4 separate regions of the Hordeum vulgare genome follow, and all the other regions are linked to region 3. Evidence: chromatin contacts called from public Hi-C data. All regions are on one chromosome and are shown on one strand. The core of a region is the stretch at or near the end of the contact, and the rest is flanking DNA. Distances in the headings are between cores, read along the strand shown.

What was found. A called contact is a pair of places that touch in the nucleus more often than the background predicts.
Region 1: a Hi-C map of leaf shows a contact between it and region 3, with 8 times the contacts expected there. The contact joins the promoter of LOC123443045 here to the enhancer-like site in region 3. A contact is called at or near these places in 5 of 6 Hi-C or Micro-C datasets (leaf and seedling) and 1 of 1 datasets of contacts at active chromatin or transcription factors (embryo).
Region 2: a contact with region 3 is called in a Hi-C map of leaf, with 2.4 times the contacts expected there. The contact joins the promoter of LOC123439562 here to the enhancer-like site in region 3. A contact is called at or near these places in 2 of 6 Hi-C or Micro-C datasets (leaf and seedling).
Region 4: a contact with region 3 is called in a Hi-C map of leaf, with 3 times the contacts expected there. The contact joins the promoter of LOC123443041 here to the enhancer-like site in region 3. A contact is called at or near these places in 2 of 6 Hi-C or Micro-C datasets (leaf and seedling).

What each region holds. Positions count from the first base shown.
Region 1 is chr3H:77,829,159-77,836,449 of MorexV3_pseudomolecules_assembly, reverse strand. LOC123443045 (ABC transporter C family member 3-like) reads left to right here and starts at 5,544. Exons shown (of 10, transcript XM_045119273.1): 1 at 5,544-7,291. The coding sequence starts at 5,565.
Region 2 is chr3H:77,575,738-77,583,663 of MorexV3_pseudomolecules_assembly, reverse strand. LOC123439562 (BTB/POZ and MATH domain-containing protein 2-like) reads left to right here and starts at 2,963. Exons shown (of 1, transcript XM_045116258.1): 1 at 2,963-4,355. The coding sequence starts at 3,090. The coding sequence ends at 4,181. It overlaps LOC123443042 (NADH-cytochrome b5 reductase-like protein), which reads right to left. Exons shown (of 13, transcript XM_045119269.1): 5 at 7,826-7,876; 6 at 7,663-7,717; 7 at 7,447-7,517; 8 at 7,320-7,371; 9 at 7,028-7,105; 10 at 6,689-6,778; 11 at 6,491-6,604; 12 at 6,226-6,294; 13 at 5,604-5,979. The coding sequence ends at 5,923.
Region 3 is chr3H:78,350,716-78,357,713 of MorexV3_pseudomolecules_assembly, reverse strand. No RefSeq gene overlaps it. Among protein-coding and RNA genes, the nearest start is that of LOC123443047, 340 kb to the left of the region's middle. Within about 2 kb of position 3,568, at least 2 of the 3 cell types and tissues checked have open chromatin away from gene starts, as enhancers often do. A contact at or near this core is called in leaf, where this site is marked.
Region 4 is chr3H:77,438,375-77,446,074 of MorexV3_pseudomolecules_assembly, reverse strand. LOC123443041 (zinc finger CCCH domain-containing protein 1-like) reads right to left here and starts at 3,436. Exons shown (of 2, transcript XM_045119268.1): 1 at 2,634-3,436; 2 at 1,993-2,526. The coding sequence starts at 3,060. The coding sequence ends at 2,255. LOC123443040 (probable prolyl 4-hydroxylase 6) reads right to left here and starts at 1,821. Exons shown (of 7, transcript XM_045119264.1): 1 at 1,646-1,821; 2 at 504-629; 3 at 217-274; 4 at 4-108. The coding sequence starts at 1,734.

The sequences.
Region 1 (7,291 bases), core at 4,295-6,794, 520 kb after region 3:
TCTCTCTCGGCCCCCCCACCCCCGAGATCCCGTCGCCCCCCCTCCACACCCCGTCGCCTCCCTCCTCTCCACCTCGCCCCTCCCCTGGCCGGCTCCTCCCTCTCCCGCCGGCAGCCCCCCCGGCGGCCCCTCTCCTTCCGCCGGCGGCCACCCCCCTCACCTCCCCCGACGGCTCCTCCCTTCTCTCCGCGGCGAGCTCCCCCGTCACCCCCCCCCCCCCGGCGGCCACCTCCTCCACCGGGCCACCCAACCCGGCGGCCCCCCCTCCACCACGCCGGCCACCTCGGCCCCCCCCTCCAGGTCCGGCGGCCGGGGCCCTCCCCATCCCGTCGGCCGACCCCGGGAGCCCCGCCGGCCGAGCCCCTCCCCGTCGGCGGCTCCACCTCCGGGGGCCTCTCCTCACCGGGACCTCCACACCGGCTCCTCCTCGCCGGCACATCACCACCGGAACCTCACCGTCATCGTCTCCACCGTCACTTCGTGCGAACTCCGGCTTCACTGGGCCGTCACGTCACCGTCGGTGAGCCCCTCCTCGGGCTCCTCCCACCTTACCGTTCTCCTCGACGTCACGGTTCCGTTCCGGCAAACGGGGCCTCGATCCGTCGAGGGTAGACTCCGGTAGGAGGATTTGAGTATTTGGTTCTTTTAGGTGGTGTTAGAGAAAATTGTTCTCTGTCTCTGTTAACAGAGAGAGAGAGATGAGTGTTCTGTGAGAAAAAGAAATAAAAACAAAGGTTGTATTCCGTATGTATGTATGAGATGTGATGTATGTATTTGTGTATTTGGATATTTAGAGAAATACGGTATTTGCACGGTTAGGTATCTAATAAAAATAAATGAGAGAATAGCCTTAGGCCACTTACCGGTGGGGCCAATGCACCGCTGTCAATGACAGGGAGGCCCCGCGCGATAATTAAAAATAATGTTTTTCCTAAATAAATAAATAAATAGATATATTAGTTAAAATAATTAATTAACATAATTAGAGTATGACACGTGGGTCCCTCGTTGAATTAATCTGATTAATAAATATTTAATCTTAAATAAAACTTGTGCCTATGACGTTCGGGACCCGCTGGTCAGTTGACCAGTCAAATGTGATGTCAGCATGACATCGCGATGATGTCATAATAGGATTTTATTAAATCATTTAAATCTGTTTTTAATTCCTAAATAATTAATAAAACTTTAAAAATTAATATTAAATAATCCGTAAGTCAGATCAAAATAATTTCAACATGAAAGTTGATCAGCAAAGCGAGACGAACCCGGATACACGGTCCGTTCGTCTGTCACGCGTCCCTAGCATAGCAAACATGGAACTTTTCCATCGTTTCCAGTATAACCGGTAGTAGCCCGAGACCCGGAAAATATCGTCAGATATTCTTCCGACCCGTCTATGACGGCTGTTGCTGCGTTAGCTCATGCCTAGCCTGCATATTTCCATGTCGTGCTTTGTGTTGCATCGGTGCTATTATTTATTGTTTCTTCCCCCTCTTCTTACCGCTAGACCCCGAGACTGACGCTGCTGCCGGGTACATCTACGACCCTGCCGATCAGTCCTTTGCCGCAGAGCAGCAAGGCAAGCAAATTCCCCTTGATCATTCCTATATCGCCTATGTCTTTCTTCCTACTGCTTGCATTAGTATTTTGCTACTGTTGTAGTTAGCTCCTATATCTGATGCATAGCCTGTTTTTGATGAACTGCTACTTTCAGTCCTGTACCTTTAATCTGCTTAGTATAGGTGGAGCAGTCATCCCCTCTGACCCCGTAGATCAGTTGCCCCGCTTGTTTTCAAATCTCGATCTCTGATCGACGAGCCAGACCCGACACAGCACGTTCACCCCCCCTTCGTTGTACGACGCTACAGGGATACTATCGGGTACCGAGGGTGACACCTCGCTAAGTACTCCTGATGATATCTCTGTAGTATAGCTAGTCGGTCGTGGTTATCGAGGGTGATTCCTCTTTCACCATTCCCGATGACGTCTCTGTCGTGCCACCCCGCGAGTGTGGGACCCCCGAGGGTGATTCCTCTAAGCCCACCTTGACGGGTACATCCTTCGGAATCCAACGAGGGTGATACCTCGGATTCCCCCCGATGTTACAACCACACAGTTACTCGACCATGTTACTGGGATCTTCGGTGATTAGTTGTAAGACGGGTGGATTCCCGCGAGACTGTGTTGTTGGCCTAATTAAAATGCTAATGGATTTGGGTATTTTGATCTGGGTTGGTCGGAGACCTTTTCGCACTAACCGGCTACGCGGGAAGAATTATGGGTACTCGACGTCGCGGTATCAGCCGAAGCTTTTCAGATGCCAGCAGTGTAGCGGCGCGCGCCCGAGTGGTCCCGAGATGCATCGCGCTTGTGATTAAGGGATGCTAGGACTGACGTCGGCCGCCCACGCCACGTGCAGGAGCGTGAAGGGGAACTGGGCCCATGAACCCTTTGTGCTTAGGATTTAGACCGGCGGGCTGGCCTCTCTGATTAGTCTTAGGTGGGGCTGCGACGTGTCGATATTCCGAGGCCGGGCAGGACCCAGAAAAGTATGTCCGGCCAGAGTGTTATCGAGCGTGACGGGACATGTGGTGCACCCCTGCAGGGATGAAAATTAACTATTCGGATAGCCGTGTCCACGGTTACAGGACGACTTGGAGTTGTGCCCCGATCTTATACAACTACAATTGTTACTTAACTGGAATTAGTTTGCCTCGGGATTGCTTCCTCGCAGGGAGTCGAGGGAGGATCTTTAGGCGTGACCTCACTTTAATATTGCTGCAACAATATGACTATTATTGTGTTACCCCTGTTCTACTCTCGTCTATTGCTGCAAGACCCTGAAGATGCTAGTCTTCGATAGGACTAGGCCTTCTCTCTCTATTCTCGCATTGCTGCAGTCAGTCCACATATAACCCCCTTCTTTGATACTGATGCATAATTAGACTAGTGCTGATGTAAGACTTGCGAGTACTTTGGATGAGTACTCACCGCTGCTTTGCTCCCCCCTTGTTCCCTTGATCCGTTTGTTGCGACCAGATGATGAAGCCCAGGAGATGGAGGTCCCCGCCACCGACGACTGCCACCCCGACGGTGCCTACTACTACGTGGAGGCCGCTGATGATCAGGAGTAGTTAGGAGGTTCCCAGGCAGGAGGCCTCGCCTCGTTCGATCGTTGTATCTTTTGTGCTAGCCTTCTCTAAGGCACCCCTTGTTTTATGTCTGTTCTCAGATATTTGTTGCTTCCGCTGACTCGTGTGTTTATCGAGCTTTCGTATTCTAGCCCTCGAGGCCCCTGGCTTGTAATATGAAGCTGATGTTATTTTATTTGTGTCTAGAGTTGTGTTGTGACATCTCCCCATGAGTCCTTGGATTTGATCGTACGCATTTGCGTGTATGTTTAGCGTACGATTAAGCCGAGGGCGTCACAGCCTCCGTCGGCCTTCTCTTTCTTGACTCACGCAGCCTTTGCTTTCCCTTTGAGGCGGCGGTTTTTTTAAAACTCCACCATGTATTAATTAAATTAAAATGTTCATACAATCATTCATTGCATCAGTTGCCACAGAAGCCAGAACACTATTAATAAGAACACCGTCGGACATGTTAATAAAAGTAAACTTCGCAATCTCATGTGCCATCGTATTAGCTTTCGTGCCAACCTTGGAGATCTTTACATTTGGCGTCATCTTCGATAAACTTAAAAGCTTACTTTTTAAGGTCAAGAAGGGCTGACCTCTGAAGATTGTTCTTTCCAAGAGCAGAATCCACAAAAAAACAATTAGTTTCTAAAATGATGGGTTTGTGAAGGATGATACCGATACATAAGCCGGAGAATGCCGCCCTAAGTTTAGCTTCTTCAACGCTATCGCAAGCCCCAATATAATTCCAAATGGAAATAATAACTTCTTCATAATTGTTTCTGACAACCACCCCCGCACTCGCAGTGTTTAATGTCTCCACAAAACTTGCATCGACATTAATCTTGAAGAACTCTTTGGTGGGAGGTTGCCAACCAGCCGAATTCCTCTTCATAATATTTGAAAACAGAATGTCATCCCCCACTTCCTTGCCTTTGTTACTCACCTCTACCTGCACTTTTGCATGACAAGACGAAAATGAAGCCTGGTAAGAGAGCGACAAGATGGAAGAGGACAGTGGGGGTTTTGCCACGGAAACAATATGACCAGATACAAAAGCGGGAGCTCCACCTCAGTTTTGAGTGGGTCCAGGATGTTGGAATCCTACGTGATTGTGTTCGGACTCCTTCAATGCATCCTCATTTGGTTTTGTTTTGCAAAAAGGTTACGATCCACACCACGTGGTTTGGAGGTCTACGTTGAAGATTAATATTTCTTCGTTCCTAAATATAAGTCTTTTTAGAAAGGTAAACGCTTCCACCCAGCGCGTCGGCCGAATCGTTCGGCCGGTCGCGCGCGGGCCGCGCGCCTCGCTAGCAGGTGCATGCAACATTTTTTTCGTTAAATTTGCTGCAACCATGTGTTATTTTGATACAAACGTTTTCCATGCAGTTTTTTTTCTCGTGTAAATTTGTTGCAACCAGCATTCATATTTGCTACAAGCGTTTTTTATTTACTATATTTGTTCAGTAAAAAAGTTGCATATACGTTTTGTCGTAACTCGAGTTTGTTGGATTTTTGCTACAACCGACGTTTTGACTTTTGCTACAACCATGTTATTTTTTGCTACAACCGGCATCATTTTTTGCTGCAACCGTTCACTAAAAAAGTTGCATACACGTCACGTAGATATTTGCGACAACCGGCGTTTGACTTTTGCTACCACGCATCATCTTCTTCGTTTTTTGATTTTTTTTTTTTTGCTATAATTATTTTTTTTGTTGCAACCGTTGACGAAAAATGCTGTATAGCGTTGAAATTTGTTGCATCGAGAAAAAAATGTTGGATGAAGATCTAACGGTGCGGCCCGTCTACAGCTGACAGATCGCGCGGCCCGCCCGCAGCCGGCCGAATCTTTCGGCATTGTCCTTTAAAAATTTCGCTACGTATTACCTACAGAGTAAACTGAGTGAACCTATACTTTAAAATATGTCTATGGTAGTATAGGCTCTTATTATGCACGAATCACTGTATCCGATGGTCAACTTTTGCGAAGGAGATTTTTAAACCGGAGAAAGAAGATACTTAAACTAACCAGATACTCGGGGCGAGTCAAAAACCCAGCCGGCCGTGCCGGGATTCTGCAGTTGTTACGATCGCTCCGGGGCACCGCCACCACCAAAACCCCAATTTATTCACCTCTCTCCCACACCTTTCTCCTCCATCCTTGGCTGGCTCCCCCTTCTCCCCTCCGTCGCAACCCGCCCGGGTGGCCGCGCGCGGTCGCGGTGAAACGTGGGCGCTGGTGTCCTCGAGGTGCCTTGGACCCCAAGGACCCGAGCCGCGCCGCAGCCGCAGCCGCAGCCGCCCCGTCGCCGTCACGACGACTCTTCCCCGCGCCCGCCACGCACGTGCCGCAGCCCCGCCTATACAACCCCAGCCCGCCCGCTCCGGCGCTTCACTCACTCAGCCCGCGCCCATCCCATGCCCACTGCGGCGTCGTCGTCGCCTTTCGCGGCAGCGATGGCGGGCCAGCACCAGCCGGCCCTCCCCGTCTTCCTGCGTCCGGCGCTCCTCCACGGCCTCGGCGCCGGGGCCCACCTCCTGCTCGCGCTCGCCGTCGCGGCCCGCCTCCTCTTCGCCGCCGGCCCCCGCGGCAAGGAACCAGCGGCCGCAGCAGGGAGAGGCAGCGGCGCCGGGTTCCGGTGGGGCCGGTTCGCGGTGCGCGCCACGTGGGCTCTGGCGGCCTTCGAGGTCTTCCTCGGCGCCTACTCGCTCGTCTCGTGGTACCTCGACAACAGCGGCGGCGGCAGCGGGGCCGGGTGGGGGCCGCCCGACGCCGTGGCCGACCAGGCGGACGCCGCGGCGCGCGCAGTGGCGTGGCTGCTGCTCGCGGCCTACCTGCAGCTCCAGTACCGCGGCCGCGGGGAGGAGCGGTTCGCCGCGCCGCTCAAGCTCTGGTGGGCGCTATTCATGCTCCTCTCCGCCCTCGCCCTCGCCGTCCACGCTGCCACGAGTCTCTCCTACGGGCTCCCCGTGCCCGCGCTTCCGTGGGCGCGCGACGCCGTTGAGGTCCTAGCAGCCGTGGCGCTAGTAGTCGCCGGGTTCTCGGCCAAGACGACGGGCGGCTCTGCTTCTGAGGAACCTCTGCTCAACGGCGCGAGCGAGGGCCGCAGCGACGACACCGTCGATGCTTCCATCTTCACGAGCGCCGGCTTCCTCAGCGTCCTCACCTTCTCCTGGATGGGCCCCCTGCTCGCCGTCGGCTACAGGAAGACCCTCGGCCTCGACGACGTCCCTGACCTTGATCACGGCGACAGCGTGGCCGGCCTGCTCCCCTTGTTTAAGAAGAACCTGGAGGCACTCGCCGGCGATGGCTCTGGCCCCAAGTTCACCGCGTTCAAGCTCACCAGGGCCCTTGTGCGCACTGTGTGGTGGCACATCGCGGTGACCTCGCTCTACGCGCTCATCTACAACTTGGCCACCTATGTTGGCCCATACCTCATTGACTCCCTGGTGCAGTACCTCAACGGCGACGAGAGGTACGCCAGCAAGGGGAAGCTCCTTGTTGTCACATTCATCGTAGCCAAGGTGTTTGAGTGCTTGTCACAACGGCACTGGTTCTTCCGGCTACAGCAAGCCGGGATACGTGCTCGGTCCGCGCTTGTCTCCGTCGTGTACCAGAAGGGGCTCTCTCTGTCCAGCAGCTCCAGACAGAGCCGCACGAGCGGCGAGATGATAAACATCATCAGCGTGGATGCCGACCGAGTCGGCCTCTTCTCATGGTACATGCACGATCTCTGGTTGGTACCACTCCAAGTAGGCATGGCACTGTTCATCTTGTACTCCACCCTCGGGGCAGCCTCACTTGCAGCGCTCGGTGCCACCATTGTGGTCATGCTTGCAAATGTGCCTCCGATGCGAATGCAGGAGAAGTTCCAGCAGAAGCTGATGGACTGCAAGGATGTCAGGATGAAGGCGACATCTGAGATCCTGCGCAACATGAGGATTCTTAAATTGCAGGGGTGGGAAATGAAGTTCTTGTCCAAGATCATTGACCTCAGGACCACAGAGACAAGCTGGCTCAAGAAGTACCTTTACACGTCGACCGCGGCCACCTTCGTGTTCTGGGGTGCCCCGACCTTCGTCGCTGTGGTAACCTTCGGAACTTGCATGATCTTAGGGATACCATTGGAGTCAGGGAAGGTGCT
Region 2 (7,926 bases), core at 1,714-4,213, 770 kb after region 3:
CGTAGGGGGTCTGTTTCTGTGGCGGACAAAGCTTTCTAGTCATGTAGGCCTTTCTTTAGCTAGTGAAGCCATGGTTTCCTCGGTATCAACGTGTTCCTAGGAGGCCACCTCTTCTGTACTATTTTCAAGATCGGAGAGCGAAAGTAGATCGGTTGTGTAGACGATGCAATCTGATATTGTTTCATCAAGGAAGTAGTCCTCTGGTTCATGGTCGATGTGGCAGTTTTCACAGACCATGTCAACGAACATATGTCTTTATGGAAGTGTTGATGTAGGTTCTCTTTGTACGCAGTCCCTGAGTTCCTTAGTGCGGACCAAAAAAATTGTTGAGGTTGAACGGTGGGGTCACCGAAGTTGTGATCATGTCACGTGCCTCGCGTTGATTTAGAGGTAAGCATAATCGAAGATCGACGCGAGCATTGTTGGTGAAGGTAACGCTGCCGACATAGATTGCACATATAGGGTGGACTGGTGGGTTGATGTCGACCCGTCCCTCCTTGTCCGTGGTGAACATGAAGGATCCAAAAGGCATGTTTTCCCACGGCGTAAGGCCACCGGAAACATATGAAGATTTGATCCAAGACCGGTCTCCACCCAGCGCCGCTCGTGCATGGCACGCCCACTGACGGTGCAAAATAACATCAGATCCCTTGGTAGTGGTCCAAACGTAGCTGGAAGTCTTATATTGGAGGTTGCACAGAGGGTTTATCCAGGTTCGGGCCTTTGGAGAGTAATACCCTACGTCATGCTTGCTTATGTTATTCATGGTGGATGGGTACCTCGTGCGAGGGGTTATAATGGTGTATGACATTGGTATTGAGAGTTGCTATATAAGATGAGATACCCTAGAGGGTTACCTAACCTTCCCTTATATAGGCGAGGAGGTCTAGGGTTTACATGATGACAAATGAGATCTCGGGCGCCCCCACCCTGAGCCTTGGAGGACACAAAGGTCTCTAATGTTCCTTTAGGGATTCTCCCCTACAACGGGTTGATCGGGCCCCTCGTCGACCTAAAGGTCAGGCTCCTTTAAGTGGTCCACCCCGGTACTTGGCACCGTCACGAATAGCCTAAAATAGATATGTGAAAAAAAATTAAAATGTGTGATGGGAAATGAGATTAAGTGGATGCTTACACCTGATGGAAAGTTTACAGTGAAGTCTTTGTATATGTTTCTAATTAAGATGAATTGTGGCTTTTCATAGAAATTTCAATAGAAAATTAAGGTGTCTACAAAAATTAATGTTTTCTTGTGGCTTTTGAATAAAAAGAGTATTTTAACTAGAGACAATCTGCTCATCAGAGGGTGAAAAGGTGACATGTGTTGTGTTTTCTATGGCCAGGATGAGAGCCTTAATCATCTATTTTTTGCTTGTTCAATGGATAGAGTGATATGGGGTCTTCTTAAGTGTGCTTATTTGAATTCCATTCTACTCAATGTGAATGATTGCTTTGATAGATGGATTGGAACTTTCCCGAAATTTGACAAGAGATTAGTTCTTTTTGGTGTTTCTACTCTTCTCTGGTCGACCTGAAAACGCCGAAACGACATTGTATTTAATAGAAAGAAATAATGTGATCTGATGACAACTATAAAACTAGTGTGCACTTAGATAAATGATTGGGTTGTGTTACGGATAAAAGACCCACATGCAAAACTTCTAACACTAGGGGCAAAAGTAGTGAGTAGCAAGTAAAGTTTACCCAGCATCGTAGGGCTGGAGACTGGGTGTTCTTCGCATTGGCGGTTGATTATCTTCACTGGTGGGTGCCGTGGGGATCTTTAGACTGCTCCCTCCCTATGTTTCTTGTTTCCTAGCTGAACTGGTGTGTGGTAATTTTTGTTTAGCAGTATGTGGCGGTCACACTACATTCTAGTTTGTTTCTTTGTGCCTTAGCACTGTGGTGATGTGATGTAATATAATTTTGTTAAACTTGACGGTGGTGGGTTGATTCCCCAGCTAAATTTGGGTATGTGCGTGTGTGGTTTGTAGTTCTTAAGACCATGTGGTTTCGTTATTAAGTACAATTTGCTATACTTGCGTTTTTCACTTAAAATTTACCGATACACAAAATAAATAAAAAACATACATGTCAAAAGAAAATCTTCCTTTTTACCGAAGAAACATAGGTTTTTCACCCAAGAGTGCAAGCTCGCAGGAATCGCTCTCAATATCCATATAGATTGGTCCCTTTTTAAAAGGTATTTTTTTGTATCTTCTAAGTATTGTAGCAAAAAAATTGAGTTTTCCTATATACCTAAATAGTTGGTTTTTACTTATTCTAATTCTATCGGCATGCAACTATGGCAATTCATGATAGCATATTGTTAAAACACCCACATTTAACGTGTAGTACTCATATTCAATTAAAAAAATGGTACTCATATTCAATAAATATTATATAACTAACTTATACTCACTTCTCTTTTATTTACTCTGCATATTAGTTTTGTCCTAAGTTAAACTTTCACTCAGTTTCTAGAAAAAAATATAACATCTACAATACCTGACCAATACCGTTAGATTCGTCATAAAATACATTTTCAGATCCATGCATATTTGTTACTATAAATGTATATTTTTCGTATAAACACGGTCAAAGGTTATAAAATTTAACTTAGGACAAACCTAATATACAAAGTAACTAAAAACAAAGAAAGTGTGTATTTTTGTTTTAATTATCATATTGTTATTTGAATATTAATGTTTCATATAATTAAGTATAATTGGAAAAAATACTGCAACAAATTTTCACAAATATTTTTATTTGAGAAGAACAAATTTTCACAACTTTTTTTTTGACAAATTTTCACAACTGGGCGCGAAGTTTTCATCTCTAGTTTTGCGAATGAGAAAGGCGTAAGGCCCATTGAGTAACCTAACCGGCAGGCCGTCGGTACGAAAGCCCATGTGAGGAAGTGTCCCGAACCTTTCCCAAAATAGAAAGGCTCGTCCTCGTCTTCCCCTCCTGCCCAGCCACCCCAGTGAGTCCACTCCACCGGATCCCACTAGCTCTGCACGGCGAGGGCGAGAGCGAGAGCTCGAGAGAGCGACCAAGCTTCTCCGGTGATACACAAGAGGCTCGCCATGTCCTCGGGCTCCTCCGCGATCGTGGCCGACACGGCGCGCGGGCACTACCACCTGAAGATCGACGGCTACTCGGTCACCAAGTTCGCCCTCCCCAGGGAGCAGTGCCTCAGGTCTCAGCCATTCTCCGTGGGAGGCCGCCTCTGGGTCATCGAGTACTACCCCAACGGCGACCAGCTCGTGGGCGTGAGGTACATTTCCCTCCACCTCGTCCTCGACGACGTCGTCGCCGGAGAAGTGCGTGCGCAAGTCCAGTTCGGCTTCAAGGCGGACGAGGAGGAGGAGATGCGCGCGCACTCCTTTCTCAAGAGGCGGGGACGGAAGCCCGCGCCGCTGAAGCTCGGCAAGGTGGAGGCCCGCGGCGCTGGTGTCTGGGAATGCCCCAAGTTCGTCAAGAAGAAGACCCTGGAGAATTCGAAGCACCTCAAGGACGATTCCTTCACCATCAAGTGCGACATCGTCGTCCTCAACGAGTTCCGCACCGAGGACGGGCCCGCTGCGCCAAGATCCATCGCTGCGCCCCCGTCCGACCTGGGCCGGCAGCTCGGCGACCTCCTCGCGGCCAAGAAGGGCGCCGACGTGGTCTTCGAGGTCGGCGGCGAGACGTTCGCGGCTCACCGGTGTCTGCTCGCGGCCCGGTCGCCGGTCTTGAGCGCGGAGCTCTTCGGCCCGATGACGATGAGGGAGAGCGGCGCCGCCGACCTGATCCGTGTGGCCGACGTGGAGGCGCGGGTCTTCAGGGCGCTGCTCCGCTTCGTGTACACGGACTCATGGCCGCCGGAGACAGCGGAAGAAGAGGAATTCGCCATGGCCCAGCATCTGCTCATGGCAGCGGACAAATACCGCATGGAGAGGCTCAAGCTGATCTGCCAGGAGAAGCTGTGCAAGAACATCGCGGCCGGCACGGCGGCGAGCATACTGGCATTGGCCGAGCTGCACCACTGCCATGAGCTCAAAGGCGCATGCTTCCATTTCCTCAGCTCTCCGAGGAACCTGACGGCAGCCATGGCCGCCGACGACTTCGAGAATCTGCGCACAAGCTTCCCCTTTCTTGTCAAGGAGGTGATTGCCAAGTGCTCGGTCGACGCCTAAGATCAGTGATGGTTGATTGATCGATCCCCTCATGTTCACTAATTATGCTTTGCTTGCTACCGGCAGTGCACGGATGGTTAATTAATTAGTACTACTAGTGCCTAGGTAGCGCTGGGAACCATTACACTACAACGTCTTTACTACTGTAATATGGTATGCATGCTAGTTCTCTTAGTCTTACTAGCAAAAGGGCTCATGCGTTGCAACGGAAGAAAGAAATACCACACGGCACACGCTCTTAATTTATAAAAAAATATCTATAATTTGAGAATTTATAGTTACGATACAAATAAAGAGGTCTTATCCTACAAAAATGCAGTTCAAAATTTCACAGGTCTTCTATTTTAACACGGCTTGCATATAGATTTTATACGTACAAAGAATCAGTCAAGTGACCTTCAGTTTCATCTCTAATCCTGATTTTGTTGACGTGTTCATTCCCAATCCGGATGAGTACCGGTATGAAAGAAAGACGAATAATGACTTATTTATTAAGATTGCACCCTAGATAGTATTTTTATTAAACGTTTAACAGATAAAATAATATCATATTTAAATTCTACATATTTTTCTAATCAAATTTCATGTATAATATGTTAAATTTGGAGTTACGGTTGAAAAGATATGAGTATTTAAAAAAATATTTAATATATACTACGAGTTTAATGTCATAAACAGTAAGGGCTTTTTTGTAAAATCACTTCGATGGGTTTTTCGACGAAAGCGATAGCCTCTTTATTATTAGGTAAAGATGTGTAATATTGTTTCAGAAATGGTACTCTGGTTTTTAGTTTGCTTGTCATGTTCAAAATGGCTACATCCACCATGTGTGCAAAACTTGCCAATTAATCAGTAATGAAGGGTATTGTGAGCATCAGGTGATATTGCTGGTTCGATCTCCACTTCTTCTGTAAAACAATCGAAATCGAGAAACATTTGTTCTGGAAATTCATTGGCTAACCCGTTATGTTCACCATTACACCCTCCTTTCCAAAATATAAGTTTTCTTAAAGATTTTACTAGGGACTACATACACCCTTCGTTTTAAAATATAAATCTTTTTTAAGATTTCACTACGGACTACATACAAATGTACATAGACATATTTTATAGTAGTTTTGCTAATCCAAAGTGCCCGTTGTATCCACGGAGGCCAATCACAGCATGCATCTTCCATCTATCACTGTCCACTACAACGTGCATATCGATTTTGAACTATCCGACGCTATGATTTTGTATGCAAAGGCCGCAGAGATCTCTTTCATTATCTAACAAAACACAACCAACGACGAATGCATCCTTAAAATACAGATAAAAATACTCGCTGAACGGGAAGAGTAAGTCATTAGATTCTGATAAAACAATCTCTGACCGGCAGGGTCTAAATTTAACCTGAAGCAGCAAATAGAAGAAACCCACTCATTGAGTGCAATGCTAGCTTGTGATCATGGCATGCTTGGCCTGTGCGAATCAAACTGTTACCTCATTCAATCCAGTATCGTAAAGAGAAAGGCCCGGTTAAAACAACACCAGCAACCAGGCAGCCTCAGGTTATTCAGGTGTCCATGCAACGAGGCGCACAGATGACAAAACGGAACCGAACCAAAATTCTTACAAAAAGATGCACCATACTGCTCTGAGTTTGGCACTAATTGCCGTGGCGCGATGAAAAAAAAAGGTTCAGCTGCGGTTTATTTTACTGCCATGGCATGTCAGCGTCCCCTACGTTTCCGGCGATCGACTAAAATTTGTATACCATCTGTGACGTGTACCCTAAATCTTTGAGAAGGCCAGTGACCTGCAAAAGAAACCCAAATTGGATTGATGAAACGACTAAAAGGGAGCAAATAAACGCTGTAAATATAGTGTGGAATCCCTTGTTAGCTCTTGACAGCTATATTAGATGGATATGCAAAGAAGGTCATTTGCCTATTCAGGGTTAAGAATCATAGTCCTGCCTTATTCCAATTGAGTATTACCGAATTGTAAGATTGTTAACTTGCAATCAAATGTACTGTTAATGACTAAATAACATTTGCATTACCTCGCCTTGTGAATAATCCTTTGCCTTATCTCCAGATATGTGATTCATCATTCCAGGAGGACCACAAACCTGACCAAATGAGAACCACGAAATTAAAAAGGTTTCTTAATAATCCAATTATAATATAACAATGAAGTTAATGATATCCATAAACAATGATTCATTGACACTGAGAGAGATAACAAACAAGCTACCATAGACAAAATTATTCAGATGATATGTTGCTAAAGGCACAGCATGTTAAGAAATGTCAGGAACTACTCACAAGAATAAGAGAATCCTCCCCTGGGCCTGGCAAACCTTTCAAAACCATGTCCTTTGATATGTAGCCAACACCACCCCTCCAGTCACTTGATGGTTTATCAACTGTATAAAATACCTAAAATTTTGCAAGGATGTCATGCTTAGCAGTAACTTCACACATGTGGCAATGGAGCAACCCCAGCAATACAACAATGCTAACCTTGAAATTAGGATAGCTGCTGGCAAGTCTATCTAACTCCCTTTTCAGCAAGATATCATCTGGTGACACATTGGCGTAAATCAAGGAAACCTAGACAACAAGAACAAAGAAAGAAAAAGATTAGAGTATACAGGGAACATTAACCTAATGATAGAACTACTGATGTTGTTCGTGAAAACTATATATAGAGACGTTAATCTGCCCTGCAGCATCGCTGATTATGGGATAGTGTTGCAATGTTCAGGACTTCAAGAACAGTATACTTCTCAACAAAAAACATATGCATCAAAGGAATGCATGAAATCAACGCAAAGAAGCAAAATTGTGATGACAGTTTACCTGAGTGTTATCATCAGGGTTTTTCAGGATGGCCCTAACAACTTGCAGCATTGGTGTTATGCCAGTACCACCAGCAATCTGGAAGCATAGGAGTAAATTGTATTTAGTATATTTGATACGGCTACAGCTATATGCTTTAATAGAAACAAAAAGGAAAAGAACAAACTGCTTGGAAGCTGTTAAACTAAAGTTATAAGTAAATAAATAACGTGAGTATTAGTTTCTCAGCATTGGCCTTGCTGAAATCAATTAAGAAGGTAAATGCTTTGCTAAACTCAAGTTTCTGCCTTACCATGCCAATTTGTCTTTTCATATTTGGGCTATATCTGAGCTTTTCAATGGGCCTATAAGGGAAAGACTTAGTCATAGAGAGGCGATAATATGTGAGGCCGCTAAATAAGATTTTCATTTCACTTTACCCTTTGACTTCGAGAACATCTCCTGGCTTCAAACTAGCAAAATGCTGACTCATTTTCCCATCAGGATAAACCTGTGCAATAGAGAAGATTTTCTCAGTATTTCGTGATTCCATTTTCAAAACAAGCTTGCAAATTGCAATATCATAATAAAAAGAACCATAAATATCCACAAGCAACTAGCAGCTTATGGAATGTAGACATCAATTTTTGGGATACCTTGATTAATAGGTCGAAGTGTCCTTTAGAATCTGGGTCAGAGATAGGCGTGTACCTGCAGACAACAGGATAAAAGTCTCATTTAAATTTAATTGATCGAAAGTAATATTATAAATTAGGTTATCGTATGCGAAAATGGAGAACAGCTTGTGTGTGTGCTTACGGGCGAATAACGTATTTTCTTCTTCCCTCCACTTCCTGACCTATGGGGGCCCTGAAATGATATAATTGTTTTTAATATTTAACATATGTGCAATAATGTGT
Region 3 (6,998 bases), core at 2,319-4,818:
GCGGCGTGCCCCTGAGTTGGGTCGCGGGGACTCTGACTGAGCCTGAATGGGGTCAAGCCGAGCGTGTTGCTGGTTGGCAGCGTCAAGGAGGTCCTTGACCCGCTTCTCCTCGAAAGCGTGCTCCTCGCCTTCCAGGCTTTCCATCTCCTCCATGGCTGCCTGCGCCGCTCGCATGTTGGCTGCAGGAGTCTCGTACGTGGGCAGATCGCCGCCTAGGACCTCGGCGATGAACCGGCCGCGGCTGCGGACTGATCCAAGCCGGCTAGGGGCCTCGGAAATCGGAGTAAGGCCGTATGCGGAGTTATACTCACGCTACGTAGCCTCCAACCGACGTTTTGCCGAAGCTACGGCGACGCCCTCCTCCAAGATACGCTTGCGAGCCTCCTCCAGCGAGGCCCGAGCGTCAGCAGGGTTTGCGGAAGCGGTGACGGGTGTTTTCAGGCCAGCGATGGCGTCCCGAAGAGTATCGGTGGCCGCAGCAGCGGGCTCGCCAGTGCGTGCTGAGGCCTTGCCGGGAGCCATGCGGGTGCCAGCGCCGATAACCATCACTTCCATGGTGTTGGAGACGGCTGCAACGTGTTGAAAACATGATTTTTGGTTGAAGTTTCTAATAATTTTTAAATAGCATTCTCAACAATTTTTTGAAAATCACAAATGAAATTTGAAAACACAAACATTTTTTGAAATATGCAAACAATTTGTGAAACGTGAACGATTTTTGAACTACTGCAAAAATGGAAACATGATAATTTATTAAAAATACTAAAATATTTTTGGAAGCAGGAACATTTTTTAAAATTTCTAATACATTTGGAAAAAGTTGTGAACATTTTGAAATTACAAAATGTAAAACGAGCACATTATTTGAAATTACAAACAATTTCGAAAATGTCTCGAACATTTTGGAAAAAATAGGAATGTTTTCAAAAGTCTGATTTTTTTTACAAAACATGAACGGTTTTTGAATTCGCAAATAAAATTTTGAAACATGAACATTTTTCGTGTTTGTTAACAAAATTGGAAAGCTAGGATAATTTTAGGAATTCCAGAACATTACTCGAATTTTCAACAGATGTGCACGCTTCTTTTTGCAGACAATTTGAAAGTGGTCTTCACTTTTTAAAACAATTCAGGAACATGAATTTTATTGAAATTTCTTGACATTTTCAAACGTTATTATAGCGCGAACATTTTTAAAAATTCCAGAATATTTTCAAATCCTGAACATTTTTAGAACAGGTGAATAAAATTCGAAAATGTTTTAGAATTTATGAACATGTCTTTTATTTGTGCACAAAATTTAAGAGAACATAAACACTTTTTTGCGAATAATGATCATTTTTGAGAATCAGGAACATTATTTGAAATTCTAGATTAAAAGTTGCGAACACGAACATATTCTGAAACTTCCACATAAAATTAAAAAATATGAATATTTTTCAAAAATTGTGAACAAATGTTCTTTAAAAATAAATAAATTTTTAAAAGCAAACCTATTTTATAAAAAAAATGTGAATTTGTTTTCTGAATTACTGATCATTTTCTGAAACAAACTGAACCAATTTGAAAATTCTGTTTTTATGGAATTTGTGAACAAAATATGAAAATGACAGCATTTTCTTTATAAAAGTACAAATTATTCAAAACATAAATATTTTTATTAAAAATAAATTTGAGAAAGAAAAAATAGAATAAAATTTATAAAAGAACAAAAAAGAAAAAAGAAAGGAAATAAGCTGAAAATGTAAAAAGAAACAAAAGAAAGAAAGAAAGAAAACCAAAACATAAAAAACCTGGTTCAAGAACTTTCTAGAATTTTCCTATAACCGTAAAAACCAGCTTCGAACTTTTATAATGTTCCCAAAACCGGGATCCTAGCAATTAAATGGCTGGCCCATATGACGTAGCTAGGTCGAGAGTCCTATCCGAAACATCGGGGAAAACCCTATTTGAAGCTGTTTGTGTCAAATAGGCGGGCAAAAGCTGCGAGCGAGCGATGGGGTTTGGGTCGGCCCGTTAGCACTTTCATCGATCCAGGTTTTGGGAACTTTTAGAACTATCCAATTGGTTTTTCGGTTTTGGGAACTTTTTAAAAGATTCTCTGAATCGGTTTTTTTATTTATTCTTTTTTGTTTCTTTTTTATTTCTGTTTAAAAATGTTTTGGATTTTATTTTTTTTCTAGAATTTTAAAAAATGTTCCGGAATTTGAAAAAAAACATTCTGGAATTTTTAAAATGTTCTAGAATTTGAAAAAATGTTCCGAAATTTAAAAAATGTTCCGGAATGTAAAAAATTGTTCTAGAATTTAAAAAACGTTCCGTAATTTTCAAAACATGTTCTAGAATTTGACAAATGTTCCGGAATTTGAAAAAATATTCTGTGATTTTTATTAAAATGTTTCAGATTTTACAAAAAATAGATTCCGAAATTTGAAAAAATATTCCAGATCTTGAAATTTATTCTGAAATATGAAAGAATGTTTCGGAATTTGAAAATATGTTCTGGACTTGGAAAAATATTCACAATTTTATGCAGTAATTTTTTTTACGAACTAGAATTTAATTCATGTTTCAACATTTGTTCACAATTCGAAAAAAAATAAGGTTTCAAAATATGTTCACAATTCAAAAAATGTTCAGGGTTTCAAAATTTGATCGCAGATTCGAAAATGTTCATTTTGTAATTTTATATATGAATTTTACAATTTATTCATGTTTCCAAAAAAAATTCACAATTTGAGAATTGTTTACAGTTTCAAAATTTGTTCACAATTCACAAAAGGTTCACATTTTTTTCATTTTGTTCACGGATTTGAAATTTGTTCATGTTTCAGAATTTGTTCATATTTCAAAAATTGTCCGCGTTTTAACGAAAAATGTTGACAATTTTATAATTTTGTTCATGAATTTGAATTTTTTTCACAATTCGAAAAAATGTTTGGTGTTTCAAAATTTGTTCGCTGATTCAAAAAATGTTCATAATTTGATAATTTTGTTCACAATTCGAAAAATGTTCTCGGTTTCAAAAGTTGTGCATGTTTTCATAAAAAAGATAGAATATTCATTTTTGTTCTTGGTTATCAATTTTCCTTTGCATTTAAAAAATCATAATTTGAAAAACATTATCCCTTTGAAATTTGTTCCTTTTCCCGATTTTTTTTTGAATTTCACAAAATATTATACTTTTTATAAAATTCTACAGAGATAAGAAAAATTCAATGTTTAAATAAAGATTTACTTTTTCAAAAATAAAATCTCGTTTGCAGTTTATAGTTCATATACAGGGGGCTGACATTTTAGACACCTAATCAACGATGATGGTGGCTAGCGACGCTCTAAATTCGCCGCTGTTTTTACCTCTTTAAGCCTGACGCTACACATCTAACACTAGAATTTGCCTTGCACAGTGGCTAGCTCGGTGGGAAAACACTTCGAGGTCGCGTGTTCGAAACTCATTATCCCCGAGCTAATTTCCTTAGTTTTTGCAAACGCATGCGGGGTGCACTGCAATTGGGCGAGCCCAGGGTGAGTCGCACTGTGCAAAACTGAGATTCTTTGCCGCAACGAGCACCTGAAGAGAATAGCTACTATCACCTGAAGAGAATAGCTCACTTGCGCGAGACTGGCCCGGCCCGTTTAGGTTTCACGGGTAAATCCTTTGCTCGTTCATTCCAACGCTATTGTCTTGATGATTGCTTCGCTGTGTTTTTCGGTCCGATCGTTTCTTTGTTTCTTCAAAGGTTTTCTTTTCTTTATATTTTTAGTTTCTTTACTAGCAAAAGGGCCCGTGCGTTGCAACGGGAGTAAGAAAACTACATATTAAACACTTATTATTACAATAAGTGTTGAGTGCGTGAAGATTTTAACCGCCTCATGTGTAGCTGATATACGATTGTTAGATAAACACGTTAACACTTTATGAGGTAATTCGTCACTAGCGATTTTAATTCTAATGCATAGACTAATTCTAGCGTCTTACATTCTTCTAAGAAGAAAATGTGACAATCTAGGTCAACAACGATTTGTTGAATATATGGCTTGCTTGGTACGCATCCAGAAACAATCATACAAAGCATAATGAAACCATGTTGGATATATTATTCCATGGCGGGCCGCAGCTTTTTTTTATTTCTCCGAGCAAGGTCCATCCTTAGTTCAGCATTACAAAACCTAGTTGACTTTAGCTATGCGTACAACTGTCATTACTAATAATCATAATTTATTTTATTTTGAAACATATTTTCATACCGTACAAATCTTTGTCAGTACAGGTACAACACAACTCTATGTTTAGTGAAGGTTTTTTTGAGTGGTATTCTATTCTTTTTCTATAAACTTTTATTTCCAAGATCACACTCACATAAATATTAGCATATGGCTTACTAAGTTAAAACTGTTGCCATCAGAGTGTAAGACAGTATAGTTAAATAATCACAGTGGGTCAATATGAGGAGGAGACATCTAATAGATAACCATTTGTTGAAACACCATGAACAATTACACATAAATTCAATCGAACGAGCACAAAAAATTGTAATCGATGCATCCAGCAGCTTCCAGTCAGTGAGCGGCGGCTGGGATGGGGGTAAATCCCCAGTGAGATATGCACTGCATGCCCCTTATCCACAACATCTTGCGCCGTCTGAGTCCAGTCACTCTACTGAAAATTGAAAAGATGCGGCAAGCTTCATCCCTCCACGGCAAACTCCTTGAGAGCAGATCAAATCAAGAATACAACCAAGTAAAATAAAGGTGGAAGGCCGGATGTGATTACCCGCGGAGGTTCCAACGGTGGCGGCGGCGGTGCCTCGCGAATCTGTATCGTCGCCGCTGAGTTAGGCGCCTACTGCAGAAGTGCAGATGGAGAGCAAAAAATGATTAGAACGCACGTTTAGGCAGCGACGGTACTTACCTGCATTGGGGAAGAAGGCGGCGAAGTGAGGCATAACAGCAGATCGGAGTGAGGCGGTCAAACCGTGGATGGGTCAGCAACCGTGGAGGTGACCACAATGGGTCGCGTCCACGCTGGAGGAGGGATCTGCATGCTCACACGCCGCCGAACTCGGTGTGATGGCCGCCAGATCCCACTGGTACGGGGGGAGGAGAGGCGGGAAGGAGAGATGGAGGCCATCCTCGGGGTGCCGACGAAGGCCCGACGCCACGAGCGGCTCCACCGCACTCGTGCCCCAGCCGCGCTCGCCCTCGCCTCGTCAGCTCCCTGCGCCGTCCACATCCCTGCGCACGTCCCCGCGTGCCTCGCCGCCGCATCGGAGCGCGCCACCTCTCCTCTGCTCCAGGCCAGCCGCCGCCTCGATCTGGATCGAAGGAGGGCGAGCTCCCTGCTCCGCTCTGCCCGTTTCCCGCGACAACCATTGTTGACCTCGCCTCGCCTCCTTGCCCCGCAGCTCTGCCCGTCGGAGTCCTTCAGCGCCCGCGGCCCCACGCCAGAGTACTGCGGGTTTATTTTCATAAAGCACAAGGGCTTATTTGTAAAAGCGCCGTGACGACGGACGACAGAAGCGCTGCGCGCTTTATTATTAGGAGAGATTTTATATCGGCCTCTTTATTTGTTTATCTTTTTTTTGTTGTGCCTGTCATTACAAATACCGGCAGAGATTAAATCCGAAAATGGGCCCGCCTTTACAAATACCCAGCAAGTGGGGAGTACGCATCAGGTCGCTCGTTGGCGACCTGTATGCCAAATACGGAGTAGGAGGCACCATTGCTTGAGAGAGCTTCTATTAGGTGTGTGACTCGGTAGCAAATGAACTAGAGCGCTCCCCTCCTATCCTACGCGCTCTTATTGGGTCGCCCCATGAGCATGGCTGGATGATCCCCAGTTTTTTTATTCTTATTGCATTTTGTTTTTGTTATGTTCTATCTTTTTCTTCATTAAACAATTATGTATTAAAAAAGTTTCAAATGTAAAAAAAGAAAGATTTTTCTTCTAGAAATGATAAAATGTTTGGGTTTAAAAAAAATGTTCCCGTAAACGGTTTGTCAATTTGAACAAAAAAACCATGATTTTTTTTATTAATTGAAGACTTTCAAAAATGTTCATGTGTACAAAGATTTCCACAATTTATATAAATTCTCATAAGTTTTTTTAGATGATAAAAAATATTGAAAGCAGTATTTGGGAAACTGAAAATTGTTCAAAAATTTCTTTAAATTGTTCAAAAAATCCAGAAAATATTCTCAGTTTCAAAAGATAGTCATGAATTTCCATAATGTTCATTGAAATTTACAAATGATTCAGAATTTCAAATGTTTTTGCCAAAATTTCAAGAAATGTTTGCCTATGCGAATAACGTGTTCACAAGCTCAGAAAAATATATGTAATTTCGAAAAAAATTAGTGCATTCAAAAATGTTCATGTATTTGAAAAAATGTAGGTAAATTTAAGAAATATTCTCAATTTCAATAATACTACCATTTGTTTTCTAATTAGATGTACAATGTTTGAGTAAAAAAATGTTCACTCCTGTTTAAAAAATGGCCACCATTTTTCATAAATTCCCGGATTTCAGAAAATGTTCATGAAAATTAGGAAATTAAAAACGAAGAGGAAATGAAAAAATGAAAACAGAAAAAAAAATACAAAAATAAAAGAGGATCGCAAGGAGAAACAAAAGAAGAAGAGAAAAGGTCTGGGAAAGAACCATCCCAAAACTGGAGACCGCACCCGAGACCTGAAGATGAAATACGACCCGCAGGAAGACTCATCCCTACTAGTCCTCCTACCGTCTACCGACCTCGATTCAGTGTGCACCGCTGATGGGGAATTCATCTTCTCCCATCGGAGAGGAGACACAAAAATAAAAAACCAAAAACCCCTCGCATCACAGAAGAATATCTTAAGTACCGGTGCTTGTGGTGCACGTGTTGCACTGAACTCCCGTAGCATATTTTATAATATTTGAAAATTCCTAAGTAAAATATATCTATATCATACAACATCAATGTATGTTGTCACAAAATTTCAAATCAAAATTTAA
Region 4 (7,700 bases), core at 2,187-4,686, 910 kb after region 3:
CACCTTGCTATCAGCCAGGCGAAATATGAGGCCCGCATCACTATTGTTCTCGGATATATTTGTAGCACCATCAGTAACAAGTACAGATGACCCTATCTTACCATGCACCTGCAATAATGAAAACATGACCTTCAATAACACGCTGCAAGCCATTTTTTTCTTTAAATAACTTGAATGCAAGGACTGAGCTGTGATATAGATGATGGGATAAATTACCATAGATACCAAGTGGTCACACTCCATGTGAGAGAGAAAACCTTCATACAAGAAGACCCTAAATTAAGGTAAGAAACTTGGGATTTGTCCACACAAAAAGAAGTGAGCATCTGAGTACACAACTATAAGTACAGCAGATCTTTCACGCACCACACATTCTTTTATAGAAAATGCACCACAAATTCATGGTACCAAATGCTTAACTGCTAGTACATAGGAAGTCAAATGAGCTGTTGTTTATAGTCCAGCAATAAAGTTACACATCATAATGAGGTGATGAGACAAACCTTGGATGCCACGAGAGTCGCTTTGATTTGGAAGGGTCAAAATCAACATGCGAGCTTGGAGACCTCGGAGTAAATGAACCATCTGTGGAGTTTAGTAATTTTGGTTGTGCAATATCCAAACCAAACCTGAAAAGGGTAATAATTGAATTTCACCTCAATATCTTCCATGAAGGGAACATCATACGATTGTAATTGACTTTCGGGAACTGGACCTCGACCAGTTGGCTAGAGGCGGACGTGCAGGTGTACGGTCAGCCCACCACCTGCGTTCGAGCACTGTGCTCCACAGGGGGTGCCACATAGTTGCCTCTCCAAATAAATAAAAAACCACTAACATTTGGCGCGTGTTGAGAAAAGAAATCTAATATACCTCTACATTACTTGGCTCTTTCTATAGCTGATTTTAGATTTGCATTCTACTTCAGTGGGAATTGATAAGACTAAATTGACGATGTAAACTCTGTGATCATCAAAGTATATAACCCAAGCTAAAAGCCAACAAGTAACCTAATGTCAGTTGGCTAGAGGCACCTGTGCGGGTGCACGGCTAGCCCACCATCCGTGTTTGAGCGCTGTGCTTCACAGGGTGTGCCTCATGGTTGTCTCTCCTTAAATAATGAAAAGGCAGACGTTTGGCGCGAAAGATGCCACATGCATTTGGCTCGTGTTCGAGGAAAAGTTTGTAATACTTCCTCATTAGAACTGACTTGCCCCTTTCTGTGGCTGATGTTAAACTGACATTCTACTATGATGTAAACTGCCTGATCATCTTTCACTCAAGCTTCAGGCCAACAACCAACCTATGACCAGCTAACCCATTAACACAACCAGTCTCTGGTATTGCAGAGGCAAGACTGTGATCAAGACTTCAATGGGCAGGGTTGGGGGACTTCATGGGTTGTTTTGTTGACCCTGCATTTACTATTGCAGAAACAGAGCTACCCACATCAACAGCTACTGAACAAATCAAACCATAACTCAACAAAGATCCAATCCTAGAAACTGAATCAAGCTAGGCAGACACATATCATCCCGAAGTAGAAACACATCCTGGCCTACTGGGACCTGGTTACCCAAATCCAACCAGAGATCCCCACAGGCACATAGTACATCCGAGGGATGGAAGAGCAAGAGGGGCTTACCCGCGAGAAGAAGCCAGAGTAGGGGGCGGGGCAAGCGATAGACATGCTGCCACAAGCAGCACCAGCAGGGCTCCTGATCCAGATCCCATGCTTCTTCCCCGTCGGCTCTCGAGGACTGCAACTCTTCCCCCCGGATCCAGCCCCCTGCAAGTGAACAGATCCGCATATCTCTCGTCTCACTCTCTCTGTAGTCTTTTTTTTAGGGGACTCTCTCTGTAATCTGTACTGTAAGCCATCGAGCGAGAAACGGGGCCCAATGGGCCGTAAAGCCCACCGAAAACACAGACAGATGTCATCGCCAAAAAAAAAAACACGGACAGATGGGCAACAACAGTGATAACAAAAGATGATATATTATGGGGATAGATAGACAGACAACGACGCAGGTTTATTCATACGAATTACATAGGATTTGTATGCACGGATTGCACAACAATTGGAATTATACAGCACAGATAAATACTAAATACCACCACGGTAAAGTTATTAACTTTCAGACGAAATCAATCAGCCCCACCCATTTTTTGTTTGTTGCTATGTATCAGCAATGCCAATCATCTGGTATATGGGGTATGCGACCATGGTGGGTGGACGGCTGATCGATCGGTCTCAGTCCTCCTCGTCCAGCCAGTCGCCGTAGATGCCGGCGATCTTCCCTTGGCTCATGAGCATCAGCCTGTTGGGCTTTTTGCCCCCGTTCTCCTCGGGCATCGTCTGCCCAAGACGATCACGGGGAAGCACCGGCGGGTACGGGTACGCCCTGGCGGAGCCCGGGGCGGCGTAGCGCGGCCCCGGGGTTTGCCTCGCGGGCGGCGTCGCGCTCCCCCAGTCGTCCGTCAGCACCCTCTGGTCCCCGCCCCCGGTGAGGCGAATCGCGTGACCTGCACAAGAAAATCGAGGGCATGTTTCGTTGAGATCCCGATCGACGCGGCCGGCCATGCACACGTGCGCGATCTAGGTGGATAGCTTAGGGGGGGAGCGGGCATACCAGGTGTCGCCGGCGCGGCCGCGTGGGGGAAGGCGCACTTGTCCCCGAAATGGCAGGCGCCCGTGTCCCTGAAGTTGAAGCACACCTTGCCGCCGCCGTTGACAAACCTGCCGCCTCCGGCGAAGGCGTGCGAGGGAGGGGGGACCGGCGGGCGGAGCTCGGCGCGGCCGTGCGCGAAGGTGCAAGCGTCCTCGTACATGCAGCGGCCGGTGACCTCGTACTTTTCGCAGAGCCTGGTCTTGAAGTAGAGCCTCTCCGGCGGCGCCTCCTCGTGCTGCCCCTGCCCGTCCGCCTCCCCGTTCACCACCACCACCGCCTCCACCGACCGCGGCGGCCTGCCCGAGGACAGCACGATCACGTCCTCCGCCCAGCGGCGTGTCGGGGCGCCGTTGAAGGCGTTGGCGGCGGCGTGGTCCTCCCCCTCCATGGCTACTAGCTAGCTGCAGGCCGCCGGACTAAACCCTAGGTTAGCGCAGCGCCGCAGCCGAGTAGACAGATTCGAGTGAGGAGGAGCGGGTGTGGAGAGGGGCTGCGAGACGGGCACCGATTTATAGCGAAGGAGCGGGGCTGTGGTTTCTGGGGGCGCCGGCCTCCGCCGTCGGGGCCGGGTTGGAGGCGATTAATGCCTCCCAATCTGTCCCTAGCCTGGCCGCGTGCTACTGCTGGCTGTGCTACTGAGGATTTCGCGAAATTGATTGCGGGTTTCAGTTTCGGTTCGCATTCGAGGATGGAGCGCCGCGGTGCAGTCCTCTAGCTAGCTTCGATCGGGGCGTGGAGATGGAGGTGGTGGTGGTGCATCGAGATCGAGGGCGTCGGCGAGTTGGGCCCGAACGCAGGGCTCAGGGCACGTGAGCGAGAACTGCGACGGCCTTGGGCCCGTGTTGAACGGTCCTCAGATTGCCCGAAAGCTCGCAAGGGCCCTGCCCCTGCGGTCTGTCACACTGCTTTGCAAAGCAGGGCAGAGTGCAGGTTTTGCCCAGAAAGGAAACAAGGAACAAACGAAGCAGCTGGACGCAGGAGTCCCATTCCTGGCAAATCCAGTGAGCCTTTTTGTTTTACCAGAGATATTGACACGGTAAGGTGTTTGACCACCACCTTGGGGTAGAAGGAAAAAAGGTTGCAAGAGTTTGCTCAAGAAAAGAAAAAATTACTACTCCCTCTAGATCTAAATACTTGTTATAAAGAAAGTAGTTGTTAAGGCATCGCATCACCTAAACCGTAGAGGTAATTTGCCTCCGTCCCTAACCATCGATGCTACTCCCTCATCATAATATAAGATCGTTTTCCATGCTAACACAATATAAGACCGTTTTCAAGCTAAGGGACGAAGGGAGTACTTTGATTGGTTGGACACCTTAACGTATATAATAATCTCTCTTTCCAAAAATTTCAGGCAACTACAATTAACATTTTAAAGAAGGGCTTCCCATAATAGCCAGCCTTAAAAAGAGATTTCAAATCAATCCGAGTCCGAATCGGAGAACAAGCAATGCTAAGACGTGTCGAACAAGTAATGCTAAAAGGATGGTAAAAAGACAATTCGATGCGACTATATGAAGCATTTCAAAGAAGAGCTTTCCCATGGTAGCCGTCTTTAACAAGAGATGCCAATTCAATCTGATTCCGACTCAGAGACCACTCGTGTTGAGACATGTCTAATAAGTAAGTGATGTTAAAATTAGATATTTAATTTGCATCTAGAGAGCACATGCTCCTGCATGTCAAAAATGAATTTTACAAATGTTAAAAAAATGAAAAAAAAAATAGATGTGTTGGTTGTCACACCCAAATGGTACATGCAAATTTGCATGTAAAAAACTTAAGCATTTTGACACGTGCAAAAAAAACAAGTTGAATGTCAAGTGTTACCTTCAAATATTACACTTAATTTTGTTTTTTTTCACCAAAGAAGCACCGCTATCCCATATGACATGAAATTGTCAAGCAACAAAATATAGAAAAAAAAATCATAATTTTTAAAATTTACTTAAAATTTATTTTGATTTTACTGTTCATTAGGGAGCATATGCTCTCTGAAGCCAAAAAATCCGCGTCCTGTTAACTTGACTTTAGAAGATAAATCCAGGCAAGTATAACAAATATTAAAAAGAAGAACTTCCCATCATAGCCACCTTTAATAAGAGATGCCAAATCAACTTGTTTCCGATTTCGACTCGGAGACCAATGATGTCGAGATGTGTTCAATATGTAACCTAAATTGACAATAGAAAATAATCCCAATCAACTATAGTACATACTTCAAAGAAGAGTTTTCCATGGTAGCCAACTTTGGAAGAGATACCAATTCATTTGATTTCTATTCGGAGAACAAGTGATGCTGCATCTCCAACAAGCAATCCTAAAAGGACGGGAAAATATAATTTCATGCAACCATATGAAGAATTTCAAAGAAGAGCTTCCCATGATATCTACTTTTAACAAGATTTACCAAATCAATCTGATTTCATTTCTGACTCAGAGACAGTGGTGTTGAGACATGTCTAATAAGTAAGTAATGCTAAAATGGAAGTAGAATATAAATCAAGGCAACTATCATCAATATTTAAAAGAAGAGCTTCCCAAAGTGTCCAGCTTTAATAAGAGATACCAAATCAATTTGTTTCCGTCTTCAACTTAGAGACCAGTGATATTCCAATAAGTAATGCTAAATGTCAAAAGAAGATATGTTCAAGCAACTATAGTAAATATTTCAAACAAGAGTTTCCCATGGTAGTTAGCTTTAATAAGAGATGTCAAATCAATCCGACTCCGATTCGGAGAACAAGTGACGCGGAGACATGTCCAACAATTAATGCTAAAATCCCAATAAAAGATAATTCTATGTGAGTATATGAAGCATTTCAAAGAAGAGCTTCTCGAAGACCAGTGATGTTGAGACGTGTCTAATAAGTAAGTGATGCTAAGATGACTTTAGGAGATATTTCGAGGCAAATATAGTAAATATTTCAAAGAAAAGCCTTGCATGGTAGCCATCTTTAACAAGAGAAGCCAAATCAATTTGATTACGATTCCAGCTCGAAGACCGTGATGTTGAAACATGTCCAATAAGTAACGTTAAAATGAAAATATAAGATAATTCCAAGCCACTATAGTAAAGATTTCAAGGAAAAGCTTCCTAATGTAGGTAGATTTAACAAGAAATGCCAAAATCAATCTGACTCCAAATTCACAGAATAAGTGATGTTGAGATGTATCCAACAAGTAATGCTAAAAGGACAACTGAAGATGATTCCATGCAACTATATGAAGAATTTCAAAGAAGAGCTTCACGTGGTAGTCAGCTTTGGCAAGTCATGACAAATCAATCTGATTCTGACTCGAAGAGTGGATACGAGTGATGTCTAGACATTTCTAATAAGTAACTAATGCAAAAAATGACAATAGAATATAATCATAGTAAATATTTCAAAGAAGAGATTCCCATGGTAGCCAGCTTTAACAAGACATGCCAAATCAATCTAACTTCGATTTTGACTCGGTGACCAGTTATGTTGGGACCTAATAAGTAAGTAACGATAAAATTATAGTAGAAGATAATTCTAGGCAACTATAGGAAATATTTCAAAGAAGAGCTTCCCATTGTAGCCAGCTTTAACAAGAGATGCCAAATCAAATTGATTCTCATTTCGACTTGGAAACCAGTGATGTTGACATGTGTCCAATAACTAACCTAATAGGCCAATTGAAAATAATTCCAATCAACTATAGTACATCCTTGAAAGAAGAGTTTTTCATGATAGCCAACTTTGAAAAGAGATGCCAAATCAATCCAAATTTGATTCAAGAACAAGTGATGCTGGGTGTCCAATAAGTAATGTTAAAAGGACATGGAAAGATAATTCCATACAATGATATGAAGAATTTCAAAGAAGAGCTTCCCATGGTAGCCAACTTTAACAAGACATAGCAAATCAATTTGATCCTGCTTCCAACTGAGAGTTGAGTGTTGTTGAGACATATCTAATAAGTAACTAATGCTAAAATGTAAGTAGAAGATAAATCTAGGCAACTATCGTCAATATTTCAAAGAAGAGCATCCCAAAGTGTCCAGCTTTAATAAGAGATACCAAATCAATTTGGTTCTAACTTCAAATTATAGACCTGTGATGTTGAGACATGTCCAATAAGTAATGATAAAATGACAAAAGAAGATAATTCCAAGCAACTATACTAAATATTTCAAACAAGAGATTCACATGATAGCTAGCTTTAATAAGATATGCCAAATCAATATGACTCTAATTTGAAGAACAAGTGATGCACAGACATGTCCAACAATTAATGTTAAAAGTCTAGTAAAATACATTTATGTGCGACTATATGAAGCATTTCAAAGAAGTGCTTCTCATGACAGCCAATTTTAACAAGACATGTCAAATCAATCTGAACTAATTTCGACTCAGAGACTAGTGATATTGAGATATGTCTGATAAGTAAGTAATGCTAAAATGATAATAGAAGTTAATTCCACGCAAGTACAGTAAATATTTCAAAGAAGAGTTTGCCATGGTAGCTCTTTAACAAGACATAGAAAATTCTCTTTCCAATTCAACTCGGAGAGCAGTTGTGTCATGACATGTTTAATAAGTAAGTAATGCTAAGATGATAGTAGAATATTATTCGAGGCAACAATAGTAAATATTTCAAAGAAGAGCTTCCCATTGTACCCAACTTTGACAGGAGATGCCAAATCAACTTGATAATGATTTTGACTCGAAGATCATTGATGTCTAGACGTGTCCAATAAGTAGTGCTAAAATGATAATAAAAAATAATTCCAAACAAATGAGTATATATTTCAAAGATGAGATTCCCATAGTAGCCAGCTTTGAAAAGATATGCCAAACCAATCCAACTTTGTTTCGGAGAACAAGTGATTTGTGTGTCCAACCAGCAATGCGAAAGGGACGAGAGAAGATAATTACATGCAACCATATGAGGCATTTTCAAAGAAGACCTTCCCATGGTATCCATCTTTAACAAAACATACCAAATCAATCTGATTCCGTTTGTGACTAAGAGATCGGTGATGTTGAGACATGACTA